Regions from separate parts of the Mus musculus genome. Here region 1 is linked to region 2. A link is a contact called in public Hi-C data. All regions are on one chromosome and are shown on one strand. The core of a region is the stretch at or near the end of the contact, and the rest is flanking DNA. Distances in the headings are between cores, read along the strand shown. Region 1 overlaps Celf2 (CUGBP, Elav-like family member 2). Region 2 overlaps Celf2 (CUGBP, Elav-like family member 2).

Evidence for each region. A called contact is a pair of places that touch in the nucleus more often than the background predicts.
Region 1: a Hi-C map of CD8 T cells shows a contact between it and region 2, with 2.5 times the contacts expected there. The contact joins two enhancer-like sites. A contact is called at or near these places in 5 of 484 Hi-C or Micro-C datasets (CD4 T cells, CD8 T cells, embryonic stem cells and 1 more) and 1 of 115 datasets of contacts at active chromatin or transcription factors (CD8 T cells).

What each region holds. Positions count from the first base shown.
Region 1 is chr2:6,785,200-6,788,837 of GRCm38.p6, reverse strand. All of the region lies in intron 1 of Celf2 (CUGBP, Elav-like family member 2), which reads left to right. Among named protein-coding and RNA genes, the nearest start is that of Celf2, 98 kb to the left of the region's middle. Within about 2 kb of position 1,832, at least 24 of the 459 cell types and tissues checked have an H3K27ac peak or open chromatin away from gene starts, as enhancers often do. A contact at or near this core is called in CD8 T cells, where this site is marked.
Region 2 is chr2:6,671,638-6,675,106 of GRCm38.p6, reverse strand. All of the region lies in intron 2 of Celf2 (CUGBP, Elav-like family member 2), which reads left to right. Among named protein-coding and RNA genes, the nearest start is that of Gm52546, 200 kb to the right of the region's middle. Within about 2 kb of position 2,161, at least 12 of the 459 cell types and tissues checked have an H3K27ac peak or open chromatin away from gene starts, as enhancers often do. A contact at or near this core is called in CD8 T cells, where this site is marked.

The sequences.
Region 1 (3,638 bases), core at 583-3,082, 110 kb before region 2:
GCAGCATTCGTATTGTTTTATCTAATGCAATTTAGTAGTTATAATAGTTACCGTAAGTATTTCAAGTTGAGCTGTCTTGCCCATTACTCGTTTTATGGTATGTCTATAGTAAACATTAAGAAACCACAGCTGGAAGTGATATTTCCTTGAATGATTAATTTTTAAAAAACCCTCGAAAACATTTATACATCTTCCGTTTGACTTAACATATTCAAAAGGTGTTTCAATGGTATTGTCCAATCTTGATATACCTAGAGAAAGGGCAGACATTTTAAAAGTACACCTTCAAGTTGGGGAAGTTTTTCAGAGTTAAAAATAGAAGATGAAAATAGGGTAGAAAACCTGACTTCCCAGTTCAGTGACTTTTCTGGGTAGTTCCTTTACCTAGAACCACTTAACTTCTATTTTCTCAAAGGTTTTCTCGACTCTGGACCCTGGGACCAGATTGGGGAAATGTATCGTTGCATTTCAGAAGCAGGCATCCTCCAGTCCTTTCTGGCCGCTGTCTTTACTTTGAGACACAAATAGCTGTCACAAAAAAATTAGCTTGATTTTTGTGACCAAGTACACAGGGAGTATCTATCTTGCTCTTCCATTCCTGGCTTTAGGATCCTGCTGGTGCCTGAGTCTCTAGTTTCCTATGACTTTGCTTTTTCTACTAGGAGCATCCCCAGATGGTAGGTGTGTCTGCTCTACACCAGTATTACGACCATCATTACCTCTAATGAAAGACTTTTCAGTTGGTTATAGGTTATAGGTTATAGGTTGGTTTCTTGTCCAAGCTCTGTCCTTCCAGGGTATAATACCATATAACCACATGAATGTATTAACAACACACGATGTCACATAACACTGAATTGTAGGTTCTCATCATTGTGCTTCAGTTACTGAAGTTTGATGAACCATGTTACTCACTGAAGGTCATGAGGCCTGCTACTGAACCCCGGCATCCCACATGCTAACCAGAAGAGCTAATTCAGGGTTATTGAAAGAAGGACTAGTGATGCTTAGACTCTTGTCAGTTTGACAAATGAGATATATTTTTATATAACCTACTTTGGATCAAATAGACCAAGTCAAGGACTGTTATAGCGGAAATAAAGAAGCTGATAAGTAAAGTTCTTACCATCAACAGAGACGAGCTCTTCTTCAGCCATCTTCGTTCTGTCTAGGCAGGGTCATGACCCTATTTGCCTTTCTCTAATTAATCCGAGAGCAGTAGACTCTGGTCTAGAAGCCAGGCTAATTCAAAAGCTCATGCTAATTCTTGTTCCTGCTCAGGTCTGTTTGTTCTTGGGTCAGGGCAAGTTTGATAACAATTCAAATCCAAGTGTACTGGGGAAGAATAAAAAAAATCTCTGGCATAGAAAAAGGCATCCCAGAGGAGTTCATAAGGAAGACTCTAAAAGGAAGACAGCAACCACTGATGTCATCCTTTCTGAAAAGAAAGAATTACTACAGGGTACTTTCTCTTCATTTAAGACGGTTGCTACATTTTTTTCTCTTTTACATATATTCATTGTGTGTGTGTGTGTGTGTGTGTGTGTGTGTGTGTATGCACAAGAGCAAGTGCATCCAGTGACAGAAATAAGGAAGTCATAAGACAATGTGTAAGATTCCATCAGGCACTCTGTGGCTCCTGGGATCAGAGCTCAGGCTTAGTTTCAAGCACCTTTACCTGCTAAGCTGTCTCACCAGCCTTAAGACAGAAAAACTTTGACTATAACAGTAAGTAAAAAAGCACACTTCTTTCTGTATAACATACATATCTGTTCTTTCTCTGCTGCTAATGAGGCTGTCTCATCCTTGCTGTAATTTCCATTACCACTAGGGGTTTTGATGGCAGCTTGGCCCTGAGCACGGGGTGATAACACCACCTGGGCTATGATCTGAGGGAGAGGAGACAACTTCCTCATAACTCTCTTATCTCTTCAATTTGAGTAGATTCCAAAGGCAAAACCCAGTTTAAAATGCAGATAACAGGCAGAAAGGCATTTAGGGTTGTCCTACAAGAAATACAGATGATTTCAGCTGAGATGTTGGCCAGAGAAATGGAAGTTTCGTCCTGGGGTGTCAGACTGTCTTTTAACTTCATGAGTTCCTCTCATCTTTCAGAATCTACACAATAGGAGAGTTGTTTGGAAACATAGGGGTTACATGAACTTGTGACTTCCTGAGGAAGTGAGTGTACTGGTAGAATACCTTCACCTTTTAATACCAGTGTGTTGCAAAATTATTCTGCTCTTCAGTAAAAATGATTAATAGTCCCCATCCATCACACTGTATAGCGTGGTAATCTAAGTACCATATAGCTTATAAAATATAGTTGGCAATAATTCACAAAACAGTCATATTTTAATAACATATTGGAAGAAGAAAAACCCATTTTCAATATATTCTGGCCTATCTTCCCTCCAGATTTTGCCATTAAAGATAATCTTGAAGTCAAATTTTCCCCTTCTTCATTGGTGCTTTACTGTTTTTCTAAACAAAACAAAACAAAACAAAACAAAACAAAAAAAAACAAAAGAAAATCAACGTGTTTCAAAAAAGAAAGAAAGAAAGGAAGGAAGAAAGAAAGAAAGAAAAGAAAAGAAAAAAGAAGAGAAGAGAAGAGAAAGTTGAGCATCCTCATAGCACATAGGCTTGGAATTCTAGATCTTGTTCCACTTCTGCCTTGGTTGTAATCCAGTTAATATCAGTGAAACTGATTCTACTACAAGTTTGTATTGTTGTTTGTGATCAAGTAAAACCTTTTCCCTACCTAGTACATTTGTAGGTTGTTCTCCTTACTTATTTGACTTGTCTTTGTCAGTAACTTATTTCTCCTCTCAACTATATAAAATAGGAATAGAGTAAGCTGCTACCATTTTCATGTCAGAATTCTTTTCTTACTAAATGTAACCTCGTTATCCCTATTATTAGAAACTCAGTTTTCCTACTCTTTAAAAACATGTTTATTTTTATAATGTATGTGGATTGTCTGCTAAGAATGATATTAATTAAAGAAAACAATATTTTTCCCTTTAAAGGTAGTCAACACATGGGACATTAACTAGGTTGAGTTCATAATAAATGTAAGTAGACTTTTCTGAAAAATAAAAAAAAATCAGTATTGTGAAGTTAGTATTCATTCTGATGATGGATAAGTAAATGAAAATAAGTAATGAAAGTAAAAAATGATGCTTAGCCACTCTTGTAGTCTCCACCTCTCACCAGTATGTGAACAGTGAAGTTTATGGCTGTAACAATGGACAGGATTTTCTCATTTGGGAAGAGCTCCCATTGTATTCTATAACATGAAGCACTTTTAATGCATGGAAAAATGTTTAGTATTCAAAGCTGTACACCTCAGGGCAGGTAGGAAAGGAAACACTCGTCTGTGTTTGTCACTGTCTAGTTATCGTCTCTGAATTGGAAAGCTTCCGTCAGTAAAACAAAATCTCTAGTAGGATTGAGATGGAGAAATTTTGAAACACCAGTCAAAACTAGATATTTCCTTAATACCTCTGAGGCTTTCTAGTTCCAGCTGTGGAGCTTGACTGTCTCTCATGCAGCTCTCAATCCTTCACACTGTTTAATTGAACATTTAGGGTTGATTGGAAAGAGAAGCCAGTAGGGCATCATGGCTTGGCTCC
Region 2 (3,469 bases), core at 912-3,411:
TTTGTATTACAAGTCCCCCTTGCAGAGCTCAGACACCAGTATCCAAGAAGTCACCCATTGAACATGATAATAAAAGAGCACTGTTGCAACTGGTGCAGACTAGGCATGAGGCTAGGTTGTAGTTTAGCCAGACTAGCATTAGAGGGCCTGTGTTCTTGTGAATGGAGTTAATATACCAACTAAACAAAACCACAAGATTGAAGAAAATGGCCTGACCTACAAGCGTCTAATAATCCAGTGTGCTGAAGTTGAGGTTTGTGTGGAAATGGATAGCAGTTAAACCTAGTCTCTCTGCCACTGGAATTCAATAAAAATGCCATTCTCTCCTCCAGACAATTTATATTATAAAATGATTTTATATTAGAAACTTTGTTTTAATGAGCTATCTCACTACTTTAGAAGCTAGATCCTCTTTAGTTGAATTTAAGACAAAACTACCATACATAGCATTCAATGCTGTATTGTCTTCCTTGATCGGTGTTAAGATACCTCGGCTCACTTCCTCTTTACAGAAGACCAATTACTGCTGTTCCTACTGGCATCTGGTCTACCTCACCAGGATGACATGGGAAAGTGACTGGACAGTACCTTGGGATAGTAACCGCTGTCACCTTAGGGAAGCCATTCAGTGTGACTTTCCTTACTGACTTGTTAGCTTTTACCTTAAATTTCTCTCCTCTCCTCTCCTCTCCTCTCCTCTCCTCTCCTCTCCTCTCCTCTCCTCTCCTCTCCTCTCCTCTCCTCTCCTCTCCCCTCCCCTCCCCTCCCCTCCCCTCCCCTCCCCTCCCCTCCCCGAATAGAAAATGTAATCAGATTTTCTGTTTGCTTATTATCTTTTATTCCAAAGGACAAACAGCATTTTCTGTTACAGAAGAACCTGCTTTCTTCATTGGCACTGTCCCCTGTGAGGTCTGAACAAGCACTCATAAGCTCAGCAGTGAGCTTACATTTCTATTACTGGGAACTGGGGCAAAAGTGTTTAAAGAAACAGCTAATTGTAGCACTTGCTCCACGAGGGGGGCAAAGATGACTTCAACATTTTTTCAGATACTTCTACAAATATCAGATACTTTAAAGGATTATTCCAGAGAACCCAGAAGAGGACAGCATAGGTTCTTGTCATTTCTTCAGTTGAGAGTCATACTTGGAATTTAGAAAGTGATAGCTTAGGAAGGGATAACACACACCTCAGGCCTCAGGACTCTTTGCCAGAAGTCTAGAAAATACACATTTAATGTGTTTGTTTTTTTAGTAACAACAAACACAGAAAAAAACAAACAACAACAAAAATCTGAGCTTTTTCCTGGCACAAGATTCAAAACAGCAAGGCTTTCTTCAGAGTGCTATGAGACTTAGAGAGGATGACCCCTCCCAGGGAAGCTAAGGGAGAAGCTGGCTTCGCCTGGCTCTCCTGACGGTGAGTAGAAGTGCCTTCTCAGGAGGAGTCTGAAGGAGTGATAGGATGCCACTTAGCTGGGTGTGGTCAGCACTTGTTCCTTTCCCAGATTAGCTGAGACACTCCATCTAATTTACTATGTGGTGTGGTTCTGTCTGGAGTAATTGAAAGTTGTTGGAAAGCACTGGGGCCTGACCCCAGGCGACCAGAGGAACAAATATGGCATTTGGTAATTCAGATAGTGGTGCCCACATGATAAAAGTTCTAAAAACAAGTAGACTATCTTTCTAGGTAGTACTTTGTATATCAAGATGCCAATTATGGGCCAGGCAGTGGTGACGCACACCTTTAATGCCAGCACTTGGGAGGCAGAGGCAGGTAGATTTCTGAGTTTGAGGCCAGCCTGGTCTACAAAGTAAGTTCCAGGACAGCCAGGGCTATACAGAGAAACCCTGTCTTGAAAACAAACAAAACAAAAAACAAAAAAACAATTGCCAATTATATCAAACTCTATAAACCTAAGCTAATTGGCTAAGGCTTCATTAAAAATTGATTCATACAGGATGGGGCTTTGTTGTTGTTATTGTTGTTGTTGTTTGTTTTTTTAGGGTTCCTGCTGTTTTAGAAACACTTTTTAAAAGGAAAGGGGTGTTTTGGGTGACTTAGAGACATGTAAAACAAGTTAAATTTGGGGTTATAAAAGGACATAGGTGATACAAAAGGAGGCTCAAACACCTCTTGGATCTTTGAAAATAATGTAAAACCAATCAAGTGGTTTGGAGGCGGTCTTCCTGGGCTGTGTATGATAGGCAGTGCCTTGGAAGGACACTCCTCTGCCAGCAATTCTCAGGAAGTTTCCCTGAGTCTTTTCTTCGTTTGTTTGTTTGTTTTTGATTGGGAACAGAATTTTGCTATGTAGCCTTGTCTGGCCTCCCTGATCTGAAATTATAGGTATGTGCTACCATACCTGGAGTTTTAAGTAGGTGATTGAAAGCTATCTGTAAAATGGAGGAGCTGGAAGACTAGGCTCGAAGAGTCAGCTTTTAAAACTGTGTGATGGTACAGAAAAGGACATAAAGACCACAGAATGTAACACTGCCTCTGTTTTCTCTAGTTTTCTTTTCCTTACTTTGGAGGTTAGAAGTAATAAGAAAGAGAGGGTATACAAAGACACCCTCTAATTTCCTGTGGCTTTTCTGGTTAGCTAGATGAACTTTGCTTTATTTGCACATATCATACCTGCTATGCCTGTCTTTGTGCTCATGTCACTGCAGCCCCCAGCTCCCCATCTAGGCACAGAGAAGCCACAGGAATTAAAGCATAACCAAGAGCACAGGAATATGTTTAGAAGATATGGGGCCAAGTTTTAAGTATTAGCTTGTGAAATTAATAGTATCACTTTTAAAACTATATTTCACATTTTTCATAAGCAAACCTCATGTTAAGAATACAGTAGATCCATCCCATATTCAGCTATCAAACGCAGACACTATTGCACATGCCAGCAAGATTTTCCTGAAAGGACCTAGATATAGCTGTCTCTTGTGAGGCTATGCCAGTGCCTGGCAAATACAGAAGTGAATGCTCACAGTCATCTATTGGATGGATCACAGGGCCCCCAAGTGGAGGAGCTAGAGAAAGTACCCAAGGAGCTGAAGGGGTCTGCAACCCTATAGGTGGAACAACAGTATGAACTAACCAGTACACGCCCAGAGCTCGTGTCTCTAGCTGCATTTGTAGCAGAAGATGTCCTAGTCAGCCATCATTGGGAAGAGAGGCCCCTTGGTCTTGCAAACTTTATATGCCCCAGTACAGGGGAACGCCAGGGCCAAGAAGTGGAAGTGGGTGGGTAGGGGAGCAGGGCTGGGGGGGGGTATAAGGGACTTTCAGGATAGCATTTGAAATGTGAATGAAGAAAATATCTAATAAAAAAATTGAAAAAAAAAACACAGTAGAATGAATGAACACACAGAGCACTTATCCCCATGGCACAAGCTAGTAAGGGTACATCTGATATGTCTTCATTGGCAAGGGCGAGTCTCCTTGATAGGAAGATGTGGCTGAAGGAAGAGC